Linked DNA regions of Mus musculus: all the other regions are linked to region 5. A link is a contact called in public HiChIP or PLAC-seq and promoter capture Hi-C data. All regions are on one chromosome and are shown on one strand. The core of a region is the stretch at or near the end of the contact, and the rest is flanking DNA. Distances in the headings are between cores, read along the strand shown.

Region 1 (2,700 bases), core at 57-2,556, 810 kb after region 5:
TCCCAGCACTCAAGAGATAGAGGCAGAAGAGGCACAAGTTTGAGGCCAGCCTGGGTTATGGGAGAGCCTGTCTAATATATATATATATTTTCTTTATATATATATATATAAAGAAAATATAGGTAGGGGTAACAAACCAAGCTTGAGGAATTCTACCTTCCAGGCAGAAAGAAAGCCTGGAAGCCACTGTCCCCACGACCAGCACAGGATAAATCTCCCCCATGTCCTTTGGCTCTTTCTATGTTGTTGAATAAGCCCTCAGCCCCTAAAATAACCTGTAGAGAAGCAGTCTCCCAGTTCCTCCAGAAGAGACCAGGCAGGCTGCTGGGCCTGAAGCCAGAGCCCACAGAGAGGCCTAGACCTACAAGGCAGAGTGCAAGGAAGGTAAACACAGTGCCCCTACCCTACCCTCCGCCTGGTCCACCTGCTAATCAGGGAGGGCTGGGGCAGGGGGCGGAGGCACAGTTCCAAGAGGTCCCACATCCTTTGCTGTCAAACTCACAGGATTGGGATGGATGTGGGTGTTGGCATTCTGCATGCTAGGGCTAGTTGGCTAAAGGAGTAAGTTTGTGAGGCGGGAACACCCATGACTCAGAGCCCATGATGTCAGACCCTTCACCGTCGGGTCACTGTCATTACACACGACATGGAATGTAGTAGAACTAAGGAAAGCCACGCGAGGTGCCACAACTAAAGCAGAGAGAGCCAGTGGCATAAAGGACTCTCCAGAAGGGACTACTACTGTTCCACTAGGGCGCGCCCTCTGGGTATCTCTTTTTGGAGCGACCCGGGATGCAGTTGAGTAAGACTGGGAACACTGGGAACCAGACACCAGAGTCAGGTTTCAGGAAAACACACTGTCCTGTACTCAGACTTGAGGTAACTGGCCAGACACAGACAGGAGCACGCAGTTATAGGCGCTAGACGCAACAGGGGGCGCGCGAACCTCCACCGCGTCAGCACAGGTGAGTCAGCCCAGGCTAGCAGCCGGTACCGGCGGGGCTCACTCTGCGAACGGAACCAGACAGTGTCACATTCCCCACGCCCGCTCCGGGTTCCTCTTACCCAGCGCGCGGCAGCTCCCGAGGACCAGCGCGACCGCGGGCGCGGCCAGCAGGGCGACCAACAGCGTGCAGCCGACGGTCAGCATGCTTCCTTCTACGCGGGACGGCGGGCGGCAGAGCGGCTCCGCAGCCGGGGCCGGGCGGCCGGCAGACTGGGGCAGCGAGAGCAGTCGCCCTCGGCCTCGGGCTCCACACTCAGCTCGCACTGCGAGCGCTCGCCCCGGCGTGGCTCAGATCGGTGTGGGCGCGACTTCCCACATGCACGTGACACACAGCAGCCGGCCGTCCTGGCAACAGTGAAACATTTGAGGAACCGGTGCTGAAGCTCCTCTTGGCAGCCCCGGCTCGCGGTTACGAAAGCCCAGTAGGATGGCGCAATCGGCCAGCGCTCCGGGCCACCGGAGGGGGTTACTTCCTGCAGCCGCGCCACACCTGAGCCCCCAGGGACCCCCACCAGGGCCCCTCCCCAGGTTTTGACGCTGAGATAAGGAGAAATATCCCCCTCCTTCCTTCCATCCGCGCCTCCGCTTGAGTTTTGCTTTCATGAGCGCCAGCCAGTGGCTCTGGCTGTTAAAGTAGAAGGCAGGTCAGTGTCCTGGGTGCTTACGGGAATCAAACAGGGAATCCGAAAAGACACCGATGTCTGCTTCGAGCCCAGAGATTGTGATTTAATTGGTCTGAAGGAAAACTTAGGCGTCCATAACCTGAGAAAAAGATTTCCTCTCATCTTCCAGTGGAGGAGCAGCTCTTTGAAGGCTACTGCAGAGGCAACGAAACCAGTGTGCGCTTTTGAGTCTGGCCCAGAGACACATGTGTTACCCTCCTCAAGATTGCTATCCCGATCCGGAAGTCTCAGTTTTCTCACCTATTAGAGATGTATTTTTAAGCCCATGATAAAGATTCCTGGAAACACTGTCGATGTACCTGGAGCCTAACTGCTCAACAAGGAGTAGGGCTTTGATTACCCATCATGACTTGACTGGACACAAAGGAACCGGCGTTTGCTATTTACCAGACTCCACCAAGGTTCCCTTCCAAGCTACAGAGCTTGAAGCTACAGGGCAGCTTCCCATGCAAATGCAGAGGGAAAGAAACACACTGAAAAGAAAATTTAGGGCTGGTGAGATGGCTCAGCGGTTAAACGCACTGACTGACTTCCGGAGATCATGAGTTCAAATCCCAGCAACATGGTAGCTCACAACCATCTGTAATGAGAAACAAATAAAACCTATGGGCCTGAGCGAGCCGGGCCGGAGCAAGAGGGAGAAGGGAAGGGATAAGAAAAAAAAAAGAAAGAAAAGAAAATGTAGATGGGGAGCCCTGGACCTACACCAGTATGTTTTAATGTATTCTTCCATTTCAGGGTTCAGCTGATTAGAGTCCATGGGGCAACTGGAATGTGTGTGTGCTGGCTGAACCCCTAAATAAGACATGACCTTATTTAAGCAACATGCTGGCCTCAGACCTAGGCATCCACCGCTCTCTGTGGATGTCAGAACCAAACCTGTACCCAGGACAATGGGATTGGTTTTGATGGCACTTCCTCAGCCACGCTATAAGTCGGAGAGAAAGGCATGGTTGTTCTCTCTCCCTGTGGTGGGGCAGGCATTTGGGAAGCAGAAGCAGGTGAATAGCT
Region 2 (2,700 bases), core at 86-2,585, 570 kb before region 5:
AATGCTGTGCAAACGCACTTTCCAAAAATCAGCTTATAAGGACCGGGCCTGAGCTCAGCCCTCCTGGCCTTTGGCCTCACTGTGCCTCCTGACATCCCCATTGTCAATCTACTGCCCTACCTTCATGCAAAACTTTTCCTCTAGACTAGCTCAGATTTCCCAAAGGAAACCCCTCGGGCAGGGGCGGGACTCCTACCCACCCAGCATACCCATCTACTGTGATCCAACTTGGGGAGGTGACTCCTTGAGCCTGACCACAAGACCTTTAGATCCCATCCCTCTCTTGAAAGAAAAACAAAAACAAAAACCAGAAGATACAGAGTAGGGGGGAAGTAAAAAAGAAAGAAAGAGAAAAGAATGCAGTACACTCTAACTCCCCTCTTAACAGTCAAATCTTAAAAGCTTATTTATGATCTCTTTCGCCATATTTCTAGGGTTAAAAGGGCTGAATTACTGGTTTATAAAGGAGGCAAAGGAAACAGCGAAATGACCGTCCTAAGGGACAAAAGATTTCCTCCACTATATTCGAGGCTCAGGTCTAAAAAAGTAAAAATAAAAAACCTGGGTTCTCAGGGGCCCCCAATCTCACTCCTGTTACTCAAGGTTCAAGGCTCCAAATTAAGCCATACGAAGCCTCTAGGACCCTTCTGGCTTCCCGGATCAGCCCCCACCCCCATCCTCTCCCTCCACGCCTCCTCATCCTCCCCGGGTCACTGCACGGACCACGGGGGCACGAACTAACTCACCTCCCAGTCGTGGCCTCTGAGATCCCGGAACTGGGGGGCTGGGGGAGGGGGAAGGGCTTGCTACCTCCGAGAAGAGAGGGAACCACATCCTCTACCGGGGGTCCCACCCCCAACCGAACGCCCCTTCCTGGCCCCCACACAGCGCAGAGACCTGCTCCTCCCACTGTAGCGGCCGCGGGCTTTGTCTGCTCCACCAGCTCTCTCCCAGAGGCCCGAGCCCGTGGACTCCGCGATCGCGCGCGGGAGGAGGGAGGGCACTGCAGCCACGAGGCCGCTCCGCCCCGGCCCTCATTACCATAAGAAAGAGGCCCGGGACCCGCGGGCAGAGGAGAAACGCCTTTCCACACCCGCTCCCTTCCCGCATACTGCCAGCTCCTAAAATTTCTCGGACCACAACTCCCAACCCACCCGAGGCTTTTCCCGTGACCAGTGGGCAGAGCCCGAGGGGCGCAATCCCCTTCTTGCCCGGGTTGAGGAATTCCTCCCCGCGCCCGAGGGCGGGAAACTACAACTCCCGGCATGCCCCGGGCGCCCCCGGCGCGCCCCCCTCCCGTCAGTTCCATGCTGCTCCATCCAGTTCATTTAAAACAAAAGAGTTTGAGCGCTGGAAGGGGCTGGGCTCTATTGGGGGCCACTGAGCGACGCTCCGGGACTGGGGCTCGGTGCGGGAACCTAAGGGGGCGTCTGCTCGGCGGAGGGTAGAGACTCTGGGTCCGAGGCGGAGGGGTGGGGGCTAGGGCCCGCAGCCCCCCACCCCACCCCGTCACCCCGGAGCGAGAGGAGATCTGCTTTCTTGGTTTTGCTTCTTTTCCCCCACCCCCACCCGGGGGCTGGGGCGAGGGGAGTCAGGTTACAGGGTGCTTGGGGAGGGGGGCTTAGGGGTGGGTCTATCTTTCTATCTCGCTTTCTTCCCCCCTCCCCAGCTCTTTGTTCCCCCTCCCCACACACCCCCTCCTCTCCTCTCCCCTCCCCTCCTCTCTCCTCTTCTCCCTTCCACCACCTCTCTCTCTCCCTCTCTCCCCCAGCTTTTGTTTCGCCATGCCTAGTCTAGTGGTATCTGGAATAATGGAAAGAAATGGGGGCTTTGGAGAACTAGGATGTTTCGGGGGAAGCGCTAAGGACCGAGGGCTGCTGGAAGACGAGCGCGCCCTTCAGCTGGCTCTTGATCAACTCTGCCTCCTGGGTTTGGGGGAGCCCCCCGCCCCCACGGCGGGCGAGGACGGGGGAGGTGGGGGGGGCGGCGCCCCCGCGCAGCCGGCCGCCCCCCCGCAGCCGGCCCCGCCGCCGCCGCCCGCGGCGGCCCCGGCCGCCCCGAGCGCGGCCCCCGCGGCGCAGACGCCCCAGCCCCCCACCGCCCCCAAAGGGGCGAACGACGCCAAGCTCTGCGCGCTCTACAAAGAGGCCGAGCTGCGACTGAAGGGCAGCAGCAACACCACGGAGTGCGTTCCCGTGCCCACCTCCGAGCACGTGGCCGAGATCGTGGGCAGGCAAGGTAAGCGGGCGTCTGGACACTGCGAGGGTTGGAGTGGGGGCTTGCTGTCCCCGGCACGGAAAGTTCATCGCTTCCTTCTTTGCGCGCCTCTGGCTCTGTCCCTTCCCGACAAAGGGGGCCCCGCCCCCTGCCCAGATTCCAAGTGCCACAAAGTTCCCTGCTACCCCTAGTCGGGACGACTCTCGGGACCCTTCCTCCCCTGGGGCTCCGCCCGTAGACAAAGAAATATCCTGGAACTGGGAGAGGAAAGGGGAGGGGGAGCTGCCTCCCAATCCCAGGGTCTGTGCGGAGGGGGTGTCGGCTCCTGGCTGGAAGGACTGACGGAATGTGCAATTACTTGGGAGCCCCTACTCTAGTTTCTGCTTGTATACTGGGGAGGGGGCACTCCTGGGACCTTCTGCTGTTGGAGTTGGGGACTCTGAGGGAGACCTAGTCCACGAAGCCCGACTGAAGAGCTGCCTC
Region 3 (2,700 bases), core at 197-2,696, 900 kb after region 5:
AAAATCCCAATAATGAAGAAAATCTGGATAAATGAACTAATTAAAGGGGCTAAAATTGCAACTCAACTCTAAGAGATCCCACCAAGGGCTTACAGTTCAGGTGCAGAGAGTACTCACCCTATGAAAAGGTCCCTGCGACCCCCAATCTGGAGCTGGTTTTGGGGATTCAGGTTTTGCATGACTCTCCAAGACCCCCTCAAAGATCCTGGGTTGGTGACTATCTGGGTACTTAAGCATTGAGTCTCGTAGTGTCTGCCCCTCCCGCAGTCTCTCACCAGGTGTTTCTGACTCAGGACCTGGAAGTTCTGTAGAAAGTTGGTAGGTGATTCTGGGATAGGAAAGGCCTTAAACATTTTAAGTCTTTTAAAAATCAATTTCTGTAGACTATCCCAACTACTCTGCAAGTTCTGTTATTCATCACTAACCCACTAGAAACCCATAGGGTCTCCCTCAGGGAAATTCACACACCAGGAGAGTGGGAAGGCAAGGTCCAGGCCCCCATCTCGCTGAAGATGCTATTAAAATCTCGTACTAGATCATCAAAGCCAAAGTTGCCGTGGAATCGCATCCCTCCCCTGGGGCTGAAGCTGAAACCGAATTCCTCTGGAGGCTGAGAACCATCAAACGCATAGCTCTCTCGACCCCACGCGCCTCTGTCTTCCTCCGCTTCGTCATCATCATCATCATCGTCGTCATCATCTCGAGTCATCCCTCCAAAAAAAGGATCTCTGTGGCTGAGAGTGAAGGCAAATAAGCCACGAAGACTTCAACACTGTCTAAGCCATAAAAATCAACACAAGGGCAGCAAACTGGGCCAAAGAGGGGTCTGGGCAGCTGAAAACACAGGAGATCTGGTTTCAGAACAACGTTGATGGATCTATTAGGGTTTTGTATTGTTTCTAAACAGAGCCTCTCCGCACCTCCCAACAGCTGCCAGACGACCCATGGTTTTTCTTCAGGGTCATCCAGCCTACTACTAATCGCCCAATTACTTGCTCATGGTCCTCTTCCCCAGACCCCCATTGTTTTCTCCGCCCAGGTCCCTGTTGCATCACCCAGGTCTGGAGAAAGCTGCCGTTTCTGTCCTCTTAACCACTGCTTTGATTACTGTGGCGGGGTGAGTACTCAAGAATGCGATCTTTGACCTCTCAGCAGGAGTTGAAGGGGGCGGGAAAGGAAGCTTTCCAAAAATATGATGAAGGGGTCAAGTGTCCACCAAAACACCCCTCCCGTATATCCAGCCCAGAACTATTCTCACCTCCGAGGTCCAGGAAAGCCGAAAAAGCCTCGGAAAAGATCAAAGACGCTCATTCCAGTAGGGGCACTAGAAACTTTGAAGCTCTGCAGCCCATGGGCAACACGAGACCACGACCAGCTTACGCTACCCTGTCGGATATAGCCAGGGCTCAGCGTTCGCTGCCGGAAAGCAACCCTACGGTGCGGCGTTGTCGTAAAAGTCGTAAGCCGGAGGAAGAGGCGGGGCTGACCGTGCTCCTCAGACACGAAGCTTCTATACGCTACCTTTCAGTTTTGAGTGAGGGTGGACGTGCGAAATTCCCAGTTCAAGATCACGTCCCTTCTAGGAGATTCTTTCTCCTGCTGATCTGCCAGGCCCCCGAGGGGGGTTTCCGTTTCTCTCTGGAGGGTCCCAGGTAGCCGCCAGAGGGAGTGGCCTGTTCAGAGGCCTGCTTCACCCCAGGATCAGAAAACACCCCCCACCTTGTGTTTTGTTTTAGACTGATGTCGGTGACGTCTAATACTAGGCTAGGCGAAGTTACCTAGTTCCTTAAACCGCGATTTCCCTACTGCTGAATAAAGATGCTAGGAATCTCTTCAGCTAGTAGGGAGTTTTTAAGCTTGTTTTTTTCGATACAGGGTTTCTGTGTGGTGTTCAGACTGTCCTGGAACTGATTGTAGACCAAAGGGGCTTACAAACCCGCCTGCCTAATGCCTCCCAGATGCTGGGATTTAAGGCGGTTACCACCACACGCTGCTTTTAAAAAACTAAACAGATGGCCAACTAACAAGGTAAGATTTGTAGACTAGGCAGGAACGAGAAGCTACTTGTGTCTTGGGAAAACCATGCCGTAATGAAATTTGATGGTGTTTTAATCCACTCGGGAGGTATAAGGCCAGCCTGCTCCTCACTGAGTTTCAGGCAAGTCGGCTACAGAGTGAGACTCTGACTCAAAATAAACAGACCTCCCTCACCTCCTCAGCACAGAGGATATTTGCAGTTTTGGAAGGCTGAAACAGGATCTCGAGTCCCTGGCAATATGGCTCTTACAAAGAAAAATGAAACTTCTCTTTCACGTAATTGAAGTCCAAAAACCTTTTACTGCACCATGCCCCCACCCCAGGTCTTGCTCTAAGATCATCCATTCTTTTCCCAAAATGTAGGCATTTCAAAGCCACATAAAATAGGCAAGGCAGGGTGTAGTGCTGACAACCTTTAACCTTAGCACTCAAGAGGTAGAAGCAGGCAGATCTCTGAATGTGAGACCAACCTGGTCTCCACACCAAGCTCCAGGCCAGTCAGGGTTACATAGTGAGACTGTCTCAAAAACATAACTCAGAGAACAAGAACTACTATACTCCTCCAAAGAGAAAAAGACCCCAAGATTGAGTTCTGCCGGCCAGCAGCTAATGCTGGCTTGAGACTTCAGAATCCTTTAAAACCATGCTTAGATTCCCACAAGG
Region 4 (2,700 bases), core at 201-2,700, 600 kb before region 5:
GATGGGCCAGAGTAAAGTCTGGCTTGACTAGAAAAATGAAAGTGGCTCGCTGGCTGAGCAAGGAAAGGACAGAGCTTCCAAAACCCTTAAGTCACCAAACAGAGAGGGCCCAGACTGGGGTGTCCCCGACTCAGGCATAACAGAATTTCCAGAGCCATTAGCTTCTGTGCCCGGTCTCCCTCCCCACCCTCCCTTGCATTCCTCGACCAGGGAGGCCAAGGGCTGTGGGAGCTGCGGGGGAGCAGATCTCCTGGTGTGCTTCTGGTGGGCCTGAGAGTCTAGGAAAAGCTCCAGACATTCTCAGCTCCTAGAAAGAACCAGGAGAAGGCCGTGCTTACACAGCCATGGGAGAAAGGGGCTATGCAGCCTTGGTAACTCCATTACAGTACCACTGGACAAATGTCAGTGTGGGCGCTATGTCTTAGTGGACATCATGTGTTCAGAGCCACGTTGGGCAAGATTGGCAAAGTGCCAAACCTACCAAGAAAGTTCTAATAAAACCCTTTCACCCATTCTGATGTGTCCCGGGCGGCGTTCGGGAGTTCCAAGACCTGGTAGAGCCTGTTCTACCTTCCTCAAGCCCATCCCCCAAGCTCCAAATGACTGAAAAATCCCACCTTGACAGCATAGGCCCTGTCACCAACGCTACTTGGTCTCAATGCCCCCACCACTCTTTATATCCCCCACCCTCTCACAGAGACCCCCTCCCTTCTATGTCCTATCATGTCTATTACCCTTGGCACTGCCAGTCACCCGCGGGAGGCAGTTCCGGGGAGGGAGGGGACTAGATGGCCAGTTACAGGCGACTGCTGCCTCCCTGGTGCCGGCCGGCCGGGCCTCACTCACCGAGCCTTCAGCTCCTTGAACTCCTCACGCACTTTGCTCAGCTCTAGCTGGAGGCGGGCGCGCTCCTTGGCCACAGAATCAAGGGTCTTGCGGGCATCCCCCAGCTCGGCCTCGTAGGCCGCCTTGATGCCGGACACCTCTCGGCTGACCACCTCTTCAGACTCAGTGATGCGAAGGCGCAGCCCCGCGTTCTCGGTCTCCAGGGAACGCACGCGATCGATGTACACGGCCAGGCGGTCATTGAGCTCCTGCAGGTCCTCCTTCTCCTGCAGCCGGGTGATCCGAGTGGGCGACAGTGGGGTAGAGCTGGCCTGCGCCCCACTGCGGGTGGCGCGCCGCTGTGACGGGGTCTCCATGGCCGGCAGGGTGACAGTGCTGCCCGCTGGGCAGGGGTCCCGAGAAGGGCGCGGGACTTGGACAGAAGGACAGAGGCTGCTCAGGGGGACAGCGAGCCGGCGAAGCTCGCTCCTGGCAGGCGTGGAGATCTGGGCTGGGCGCTGGCGCACCTCGGGATCTGGGTTGGCTGGTGTTGAGGCTGAGGCAGCGTTCCCGCGAACACTGAGTCACTGACAGCCAGGCAGAGGCTCTAATAGGCCCTCCTCTACAGGGGGTGGATCCACTGCTCTTAAAGGAGCCATCCTGTACCCAAAGGGGCGGGGGCAGGTATGGTGAGGAGGAGCCAGCATGCCAACCCTCACTCTGCAGAACACCCCTTTCTGGCCTGGGGCTTCACAATGTTGGTTCCTGCCTACTCAACTCTAAGCTTGCCTTTGGCCTTCTGGAGTAAAGAGCAGAGCCAAAGAATTTGAGTGGGTGGGCAAAGGGTAGTGGTGAGGGACCAGGGGAAGTAGGTGCAAAGTGAGGGAGAGGATCAGGCATCCCCAGAGAGCCAAGGAAGTTGGGGGGAGGGCTGAAGCTGCTGCCCATCAGTGACTCACCCCACTTCCACCACTGGCTCCCCTTTCCTCAGTAGTAATAGTGAGTCACCTCTCCCCCGCGCACAGAAGCGGCCAATCCAGGAGAGTGGAATGGCAAAGGAATGGCTGTGTTTTTAGGTAACTGAGGGATTACTTTATGCCCTCAAATTTGGGGGCAAAGATCAAGGACCTCGGGAAAAAACAAAAAACAAAACCCAAACCTATGCACTTCCCTTATATTTTTGGCTTTAAAACCAAACATTGGGTTTTAGATCTAAGAAATAAGCCTCAGTCCCCAAGAGAAGGCCAAGAATAGAAGCCAGAAGTTGGCCCCGCCCACTCCCCCCTCCCCTTTCATTTGGACCTAGACAGCTGGAAAAAGGGGCTGCTGAAATCCCTCGTTTCAGCCCCTTTCTTCAGCTCACTCCACCCAACCAAATCCAAGACTGTACTTATTTTTTTCCAGGACTGTACTTATTTTAATGGATAATTTAAAACAGATACCAGAGCTGTGCTGTGCGTGCATTCAGCACATGGCCAGGACACCAGGTTCCAGATTTTTGTGGCTTCGAGAAGGGCCTGAAAAGAGGAACGGGGTCAGAGGGTTGTTAATGCAGGGTCTCCATCCTGGTTCCATCTTAAACGGTGTGAGCAAGAACAGCAAAGCTACCCCCTCCTCAGCCACTGCATGCCTGTCTAGCCAGTTCTGGGTGGGCCCTGACTAGATGATCTCCCAATACAGTAACCTGGTCCCCTGGTTCCATGTCCCGGGGTCTCCAGCCTCCATCAAAGACTCCCGATCAGCTGTCTAATCCTCTCCTGTAACCCTAGCCTAAGCCTTACTGGCCCTGGCATCCCCTTCTGCCATGTTCCTTCCCCTTTTGCCATGTGCTTTCCCCTGTCCATTGCTGATTAGCTTGCAGTTCCTGCAGGTCCA
Region 5 (2,700 bases), core at 81-2,580:
TCTACCAGCTTCTTCAGTCCTGAATGCCTCACCTCCTTGAGCCGGGCAATAGCATCCCCTATCTCTGGGTGTCCCAGCTCCTTCTCAGTCAGCACCTTGACGATCTGGGAGAAGTGCTGGATGAAATTCTGCTTTTCTTGGTTATAAGCATCCAATTTCTGGTTCCCATTCATTCTGACAGAGGAGCTAAATGCTCTGAGGGAAAAAAAAACACACACACAAACAAATGAGAGGGTGGCTCGGGTGCTTCCCTCCCCGAAGCCCCACACCCCAACCACACTCACCGAGGCTCCTCTGTCCACACTTGGCACCACCAGCGGGCACTGTGCCAGGCCCCCAGGACTGGACACCCATATGCCAGGGAGGGTCGTTGTAGGAAACCAAGCCACCTCTCCCGGGGTGCCCAGCAGGGGGCTGGCAGCAGGAAGACCCCCAGAGATCTCAGCCAGCAGGACAGGGGCATCCTGGGTGTGCATGGGGGTGGGGGCACCAAGCACTCCCTGCAGGAGCAAGCACCGAAGGCAGATGCTTGGTAGCAGTTACCTAAGGTATCCCCCAAGCCAAGCTTGTTACCTCCTGCATTAGAACGCCCCACCCCGCTTCTAAACTCAAGAATTACATAAAAAACACACAGGAAATGAAAAGTTTGTCGGAGTGACTGAGATCCAATAGATCTTCACTTAAACCGAAAATGGCTAAAACTGAACACTTTCTACTTCCAAGGTTGCGTTCACTACAATTCGGAACATTGTATTACGGGAATTACGGGATGCAAGGTCCTTAAGTCACAATGTTAATGGAGACACCGAACTGAGGTTCAGTGAATGTAAGAGAGCTGAGCTGACGAAGAGCCAAAGCTGGAACCCAGGAGTCCGGATGTAGGGGAAAGAGAGGGAAGCTCTTAGATAGTCCCAATGAGGGGACTGGAGCCGAAGGTGCTGTGCGCTTGTCATCTGTCCCGGCACTGGTGCTAACCGCAGCCGGCCTCCGAGCAACAGGTGGGCGTGGGAGGACTCACAAGAGTAAACTAAAGGCCTGGCGTACGGAAGACTTGAGGAAGACGCCAGCGTTTAGAAATTCACGAAGGCACAAGCAAACCGTTCATTCTGGCCCACCGACCCCAAGCCCCGTAACTCCAACACGGACTGGTCCTTTAGTGCCTCGGAGCTTCACCCGATCCGAGACACGGGTAAACCTCAGCTCCAGCCCCAACAATAGCTCTCACCTGTTCTTCAACGCGGATTCTCCCGGGGTCCAAGATGTTTGCGGCTTACACCTAAAAGCTGAGCGTGCATCCGCTCAGCACTCTGGGAGTTGTAGTTCCCAGTCTCCAGGCTCAGGAGGCAGAACATAAATATAAAACTACGACTCCCGGCATGCCACGGACTAGGCGGCAAGAAACTCAGACTTGTGTCTCAGGGTGGGTGTGGCCTAGTTCGCTGATTGGCTAAATTACCTCGTGTGAGCATGGGCCTTGTGACGGCTGGCCAATGAAAGGGTGGCGCGCGGACCATCAGCCCACTAGGCGGTCGGCGGTGTCGGTACACCCATACCGAAAGCCTGGGAAATTGGCTATCTAATTCCTAGCTATAGTTCTTCCAGTGCTTCTGGTTGACAGTGTTTCTAAGATCCCGGAATAACCAGCCTTGCAGCTTCCTATTTCCAACTCTAGCAAATCACTTCTTACATCTTTGATTCTAGTTAGGTGAAGTCGCTCATTTTTCCAGCCCTTAGAAGGGGTGAGGCAATAAGATCAAGAGTTAAAGCCATGGGGTGGGGCTGGAGGGAAAAAAAAAAAAAAGAGTTAAAACCAATATGGGTCGTGTAATGAGTTTTAGGCTACTTGGAAGACTATATGACTATATGAGAGAAAACAACACCTTTCCCCCAGGTACTTTGGCGCCCTTGAAGCAAAAAGGTAAAAACTCAAAGCAGATGTTAGAACTTTCGGCCTCACAGTTTGCCAGCCCACCACGTTGACTCCTTTTTACTCCACCCCAAACCCCATCGCGATCAGAAAAGAGACCTGAAACTACAAACCACCTCAGACATTAATGGACTTGTCCTTGAAGTATTAGAAATAAGTTTCATTGTCCCAAAGAAAGAGACCACTACCACTCCGGACTAAAAGGTTGAAGGGTCTAGACAAGATAAACTTTACACATTGGTTTATTCTGCAAGGTTTCTCCATGTAGCCCTGGCTGTCCTGGAACTCTCACTGTAGACCTGGCTAAACTTCAACTCACAGAGTGAGAAAATAGTAGATTGAACATGGCTCGCAGAGGGGACTAGACCATGCATAAGAGAAGGTAGGGAGCTTAAGGGAGGGCCAAAACAGCATAGCCGAGGTTATAAGAATGTGAAGTGAGGGAAGAGAAGCTCCTGAGATAGAGACGTTTAGGATAATGGGGGAGCTGAGAAGAGCCAGGAACATGTGATATACTGTGAGAGCCTGGATATACTGGGGGAGCCTGGAGGCCGGCATAATTTTTGTCCCTTCTGCTGCCCATGTAAGGGTAACCCCTTTGGTAAAGGGGAACCGGTTTCACAAGTTCCTAACGAATGCTAGTTTTGGTCAGAATTTGAGGAAATGGAGTTTTCTTTAGAGCTCCTTTGGACAGTAACAACATAAGAAACAGACAAGCCAGGGTAACAAAAATAGTCATGAAACAAACTCATGGTAATACCCAATTAACTGCC
Region 6 (2,700 bases), core at 110-2,609, 550 kb before region 5:
TGCAGTCCATCAGGATAAATTTGAGACTGTCTTCATTAAACGCTTGGTTCCCGTTCCTATCATACGCGGCCCAGATGTTACTGGCGATGGCCGCAGTGACCCGGGCATCTGTGTCCCCATAACCGGAGTAGGCCAGCAGCGATCCCTCATTATTCAGCAGCCTGGCAAGAATGGGAAGGATATCAACAAACTCAGGAAGAGTGAAAGGTCTGAGTTCCTATCCCAATTCCAGCTACTGGCGCTTTTAGGAAGCAAGAATCCAGGAACACGCTAATCAACTGTCCATTTCCCTTTCCGAGGAAGCCCTCAAGCAGGGTTTCCGAAGCTGCAGCTTGCAACATTAGCCACCTCCCGGCGTAGGGCTCTTCCCTACCCCTACTGCAGACAGCCGCGCGCCGCCCCATTCCAGCGCTCGCTGCTTGGGTTCTTGTTCACTCACAGGGTGCTCTGGACTCCTCCAGTGTTGGCTTGGCTTAGCACCTGCGTCAAAGCCTTGGGACGCAGCATGCCTGCGTCTCTTAACCCTGACCTGCACCAACACACCCCTACAGTCGCAGCCTCTTGCTCTCCCTCAGTCGCTTCCGGTGGCCCAGGAGCCCAGCTACGAGGCGCCTGGGAGTTGTAGTCACCGGGCCCATCTACTGAGGCTCTGGCCCAATTCCCGCCCCGCGCGAGGGCCTCTGGGAATCGTAGTTTCATGTGATCGCTCAAGGAATTCTGGGAACCATAGTTCAGCGTTCCAGTGGGACCATGTGGTTGTGGAGTTGGGGGGGGGGAGAGCGGGAGCGCAAGGACAGTGGCAACGGTGGAAATACTTTTAACATCTTCCACGCGAAGGACGCCTTCGTGCCTACTGGTCAATCGCAATCTAATAATAAATCTATCTGTTAGGCACATCCTTGACCATTTTTTAAAGCAATATTGTACGCTAGTCACAATTCTGTGGGGTCTTGCTCTTTTACTCCCAAGGCTCAGAGAAGCCACGTAGGCAAACTCCAGGTCTCTGAAACCGTCCTTAATGGCTCCCTCGGGGCGGTTCCCCGGAGGCCACGACTGCTCGAATCCGCAGAGGTCTTAAGGACGTCCTGAACCAGGAACGAACCCAGGCCTCTCAAGAAAACCAAGTGACCCCAGGGAACGGAGATAAGACGGCGACAACGAAAGTCCTTTGTCCGAACAGGAGGGAGCCGCAGGCGGCCCTGAATCTCCCGCCCTCCGCGCTGTCCGGCCCGGGCCAGCTGCGCACCCTGCTCGGGCCTGGGCCGCCCCAGCTGCAGTGCTCCCCCAGGCCGCCCGGGGCGCTGTGGCTGCGGCTGTCCGGAGTGGGCGGCGGAGCCTTGGGGAGGGGCGGGAGGGGGAGTTGGAGGCCCCGGAGTCGGGCCGGGCCGGGCGGGCCGGGAGGAGGAGGAGGAGGAGCCGGACGGGCTGGCGGGCGGCCGGGCGGCGGCATGGCGGAGCCGAGTGGGGCTGAGACGAGGCCCCAGATTCGGGTCACCGTCAAGACCCCCAAGGACAAGGAGGAGATCGTGATCTGCGATCAAGCCTCGGTCAAGGAGGTAGTATCTGGCTGGGAGGAGACAGGAGGGCGGGAGCAGCGCACCGAGGGGGTCAGAGCAGAGAGGGAGACCTCGGGGTCGGCCTGGCGCCGGGGACGGGCCCCCGGCCGGGGCGGAATCCAGGGGCATACAGGCGGGAGAAGCGGGTAGGGGGCGCCCTGCCAGGGCTAGTCCGGGGAGCGTGGCGCGGGTAGGGGCCGGTTTGGCCGCGCTACCCGGGCTGGGGGCGTGGTGGGGGAGCTTGAGGAAGGGACACCTTGCTTGCGGGCTCCATTTGGAGCCTAGGCTTGAGGAGAGTGTGCTCCAGGGTCACTGGTAGAGGTTCCAGGCGCTAAGGCACCGTGCGGCCCGAGCGAGCTGCGGCTATGCTCTCCCGGGAGTGTCGCGTGGTGGTGGTGCCCTCTCTCTCTCTCTCTCCCTCTCTCTCTCTCTCCACAGAGCCTCCTTGTCGCAAATCGAAACGGTTGTGTAGTTCAGTTTTCTGCTCTACAGGATTTGCTGAGCGCAGTAGGTGCTCAACAAAATAATATAGAATGAGTGAGGGAGTATTGCCTGTGTTCCCCACTGCTTGAAGCTGCTCCAGAATTGCACATAGGCGGGGCTTAGAATAGGCCATCTGGTTGGAAGAGAGGGATCTTTTGCTTAGCAAGTGCACTGTTTATAGTTAGAATATGTGTTGTGTTGTGTTGTGTTTTGGAGGAGCTGATAGAATCTAGAAAATTTAACTCGCCCCAGTGTAGCCGTTGGTACCACTGCTGCTCTCTCATTAGAGAATTTTAAGTCCCCTGGGAAAAGCTGAATTATAAAACAGCTCTTATTGAGAATGTGTCTGATGAAGACATTGATGTCCAGACCTGAGTTCCTATATCCCCGGATACATTACCTCTTCTCTGATCCTTATCTTTAAATTCCCAGCCCTGGGGAGGTAGAAGCAGGTGGATCTATCTGAGTTCGAGGTCTACATAGAAAGTTCCAGGACAGCAAGAGCTACATGCAGAGACCCTGTCTCTTAATTAATTAATTAATTAATTAAATTTAATTAATTTAATTAAGTAGAGATGGTAACTAACACACTAGATTCCTCAATAGATCTCAATAATACTCTAGATTATCTGTTATAGTGATGAGGAAGCTGGGACTGAAA

Evidence for each region. Promoter capture Hi-C pulls out the DNA fragments that hold promoters and counts their contacts. HiChIP or PLAC-seq counts read pairs in DNA pulled down with a chosen protein or histone mark.
Region 1: a contact with region 5 is called in a FOXA1 HiChIP or PLAC-seq map of pancreatic cancer cells. The contact joins the promoter of Il6ra here to the promoter of Fdps in region 5. A contact is called at or near these places in 2 of 39 promoter capture datasets (hippocampal neurons and pre-B cells), 4 of 115 datasets of contacts at active chromatin or transcription factors (astrocytes, embryonic forebrain, embryonic midbrain and 1 more) and 1 of 9 other capture datasets (adipose tissue).
Region 2: an H3K4me3 HiChIP or PLAC-seq map of the SCID.adh cell line shows a contact between it and region 5, with 10 read pairs. The contact joins the promoter of Mex3a here to the promoter of Fdps in region 5. A contact is called at or near these places in 5 of 39 promoter capture datasets (cranial neural crest, frontonasal cranial neural crest, hippocampal neurons and 2 more), 1 of 484 Hi-C or Micro-C datasets (embryonic stem cells), 5 of 115 datasets of contacts at active chromatin or transcription factors (the SCID.adh cell line, embryonic hindbrain, embryonic stem cells and 1 more) and 2 of 9 other capture datasets (adipose tissue and liver).
Region 3: a contact with region 5 is called in a promoter capture Hi-C map of pre-B cells, with 3 times the contacts expected there. The contact joins the promoter of Hax1 here to the promoter of Fdps in region 5. A contact is called at or near these places in 4 of 39 promoter capture datasets (cranial neural crest, liver and pre-B cells), 2 of 115 datasets of contacts at active chromatin or transcription factors (astrocytes and embryonic forebrain) and 2 of 9 other capture datasets (adipose tissue and liver).
Region 4: an HNF4G HiChIP or PLAC-seq map of pancreatic cancer cells shows a contact between it and region 5. The contact joins the promoter of Lmna here to the promoter of Fdps in region 5. A contact is called at or near these places in 2 of 39 promoter capture datasets (cranial neural crest and liver) and 2 of 115 datasets of contacts at active chromatin or transcription factors (astrocytes and pancreatic cancer cells).
Region 6: a contact with region 5 is called in an H3K27ac HiChIP or PLAC-seq map of extraembryonic endoderm stem cells, with 3 times the contacts expected there. The contact joins the promoter of Ubqln4 here to the promoter of Fdps in region 5. A contact is called at or near these places in 6 of 39 promoter capture datasets (cranial neural crest, erythroid cells, hippocampal neurons and 3 more), 1 of 484 Hi-C or Micro-C datasets (embryonic stem cells), 7 of 115 datasets of contacts at active chromatin or transcription factors (astrocytes, bone marrow-derived macrophages, cardiomyocytes and 4 more) and 3 of 9 other capture datasets (adipose tissue, liver and pancreatic islet).

The regions. Positions count from the first base shown.
Region 1 is chr3:89,911,890-89,914,589 of GRCm38.p6, forward strand. It overlaps Il6ra (interleukin 6 receptor, alpha), which reads right to left and starts at 1,307. Exons shown (of 10, transcript NM_001310676.1): 1 at 1,066-1,307. The coding sequence starts at 1,150.
Region 2 is chr3:88,530,611-88,533,310 of GRCm38.p6, forward strand. It overlaps Mex3a (mex3 RNA binding family member A), which reads left to right and starts at 1,336. Exons shown (of 2, transcript NM_001029890.3): 1 at 1,336-2,238. The coding sequence starts at 1,785. It overlaps Gm38618 (a long non-coding RNA gene), which reads right to left and starts at 1,270. Exons shown (of 2, transcript XR_867447.3): 1 at 747-1,270.
Region 3 is chr3:89,997,270-89,999,969 of GRCm38.p6, forward strand. Hax1 (HCLS1 associated X-1) reads right to left here and starts at 1,447. Exons shown (of 7, transcript NM_011826.4): 1 at 1,259-1,447; 2 at 469-734; 3 at 118-305. The coding sequence starts at 1,311. Gm19710 (predicted gene, 19710) reads left to right here and starts at 1,491. Exons shown (of 4, transcript NR_045749.1): 1 at 1,491-1,652; 2 at 1,876-2,028. It also overlaps a transcript of Ubap2l not described here.
Region 4 is chr3:88,501,902-88,504,601 of GRCm38.p6, forward strand. Lmna (lamin A) reads right to left here and starts at 1,451. Exons shown (of 12, transcript NM_001002011.3): 1 at 847-1,451. The coding sequence starts at 1,202.
Region 5 is chr3:89,100,637-89,103,336 of GRCm38.p6, forward strand. Fdps (farnesyl diphosphate synthetase) reads right to left here and starts at 1,331. Exons shown (of 10, transcript NM_134469.4): 1 at 1,226-1,331; 2 at 33-195. The coding sequence starts at 173.
Region 6 is chr3:88,552,357-88,555,056 of GRCm38.p6, forward strand. It overlaps Ubqln4 (ubiquilin 4), which reads left to right and starts at 1,360. Exons shown (of 11, transcript NM_033526.2): 1 at 1,360-1,556. The coding sequence starts at 1,449. It overlaps Lamtor2 (late endosomal/lysosomal adaptor, MAPK and MTOR activator 2), which reads right to left and starts at 595. Exons shown (of 4, transcript NM_031248.4): 1 at 440-595; 2 at 1-161. The coding sequence starts at 507.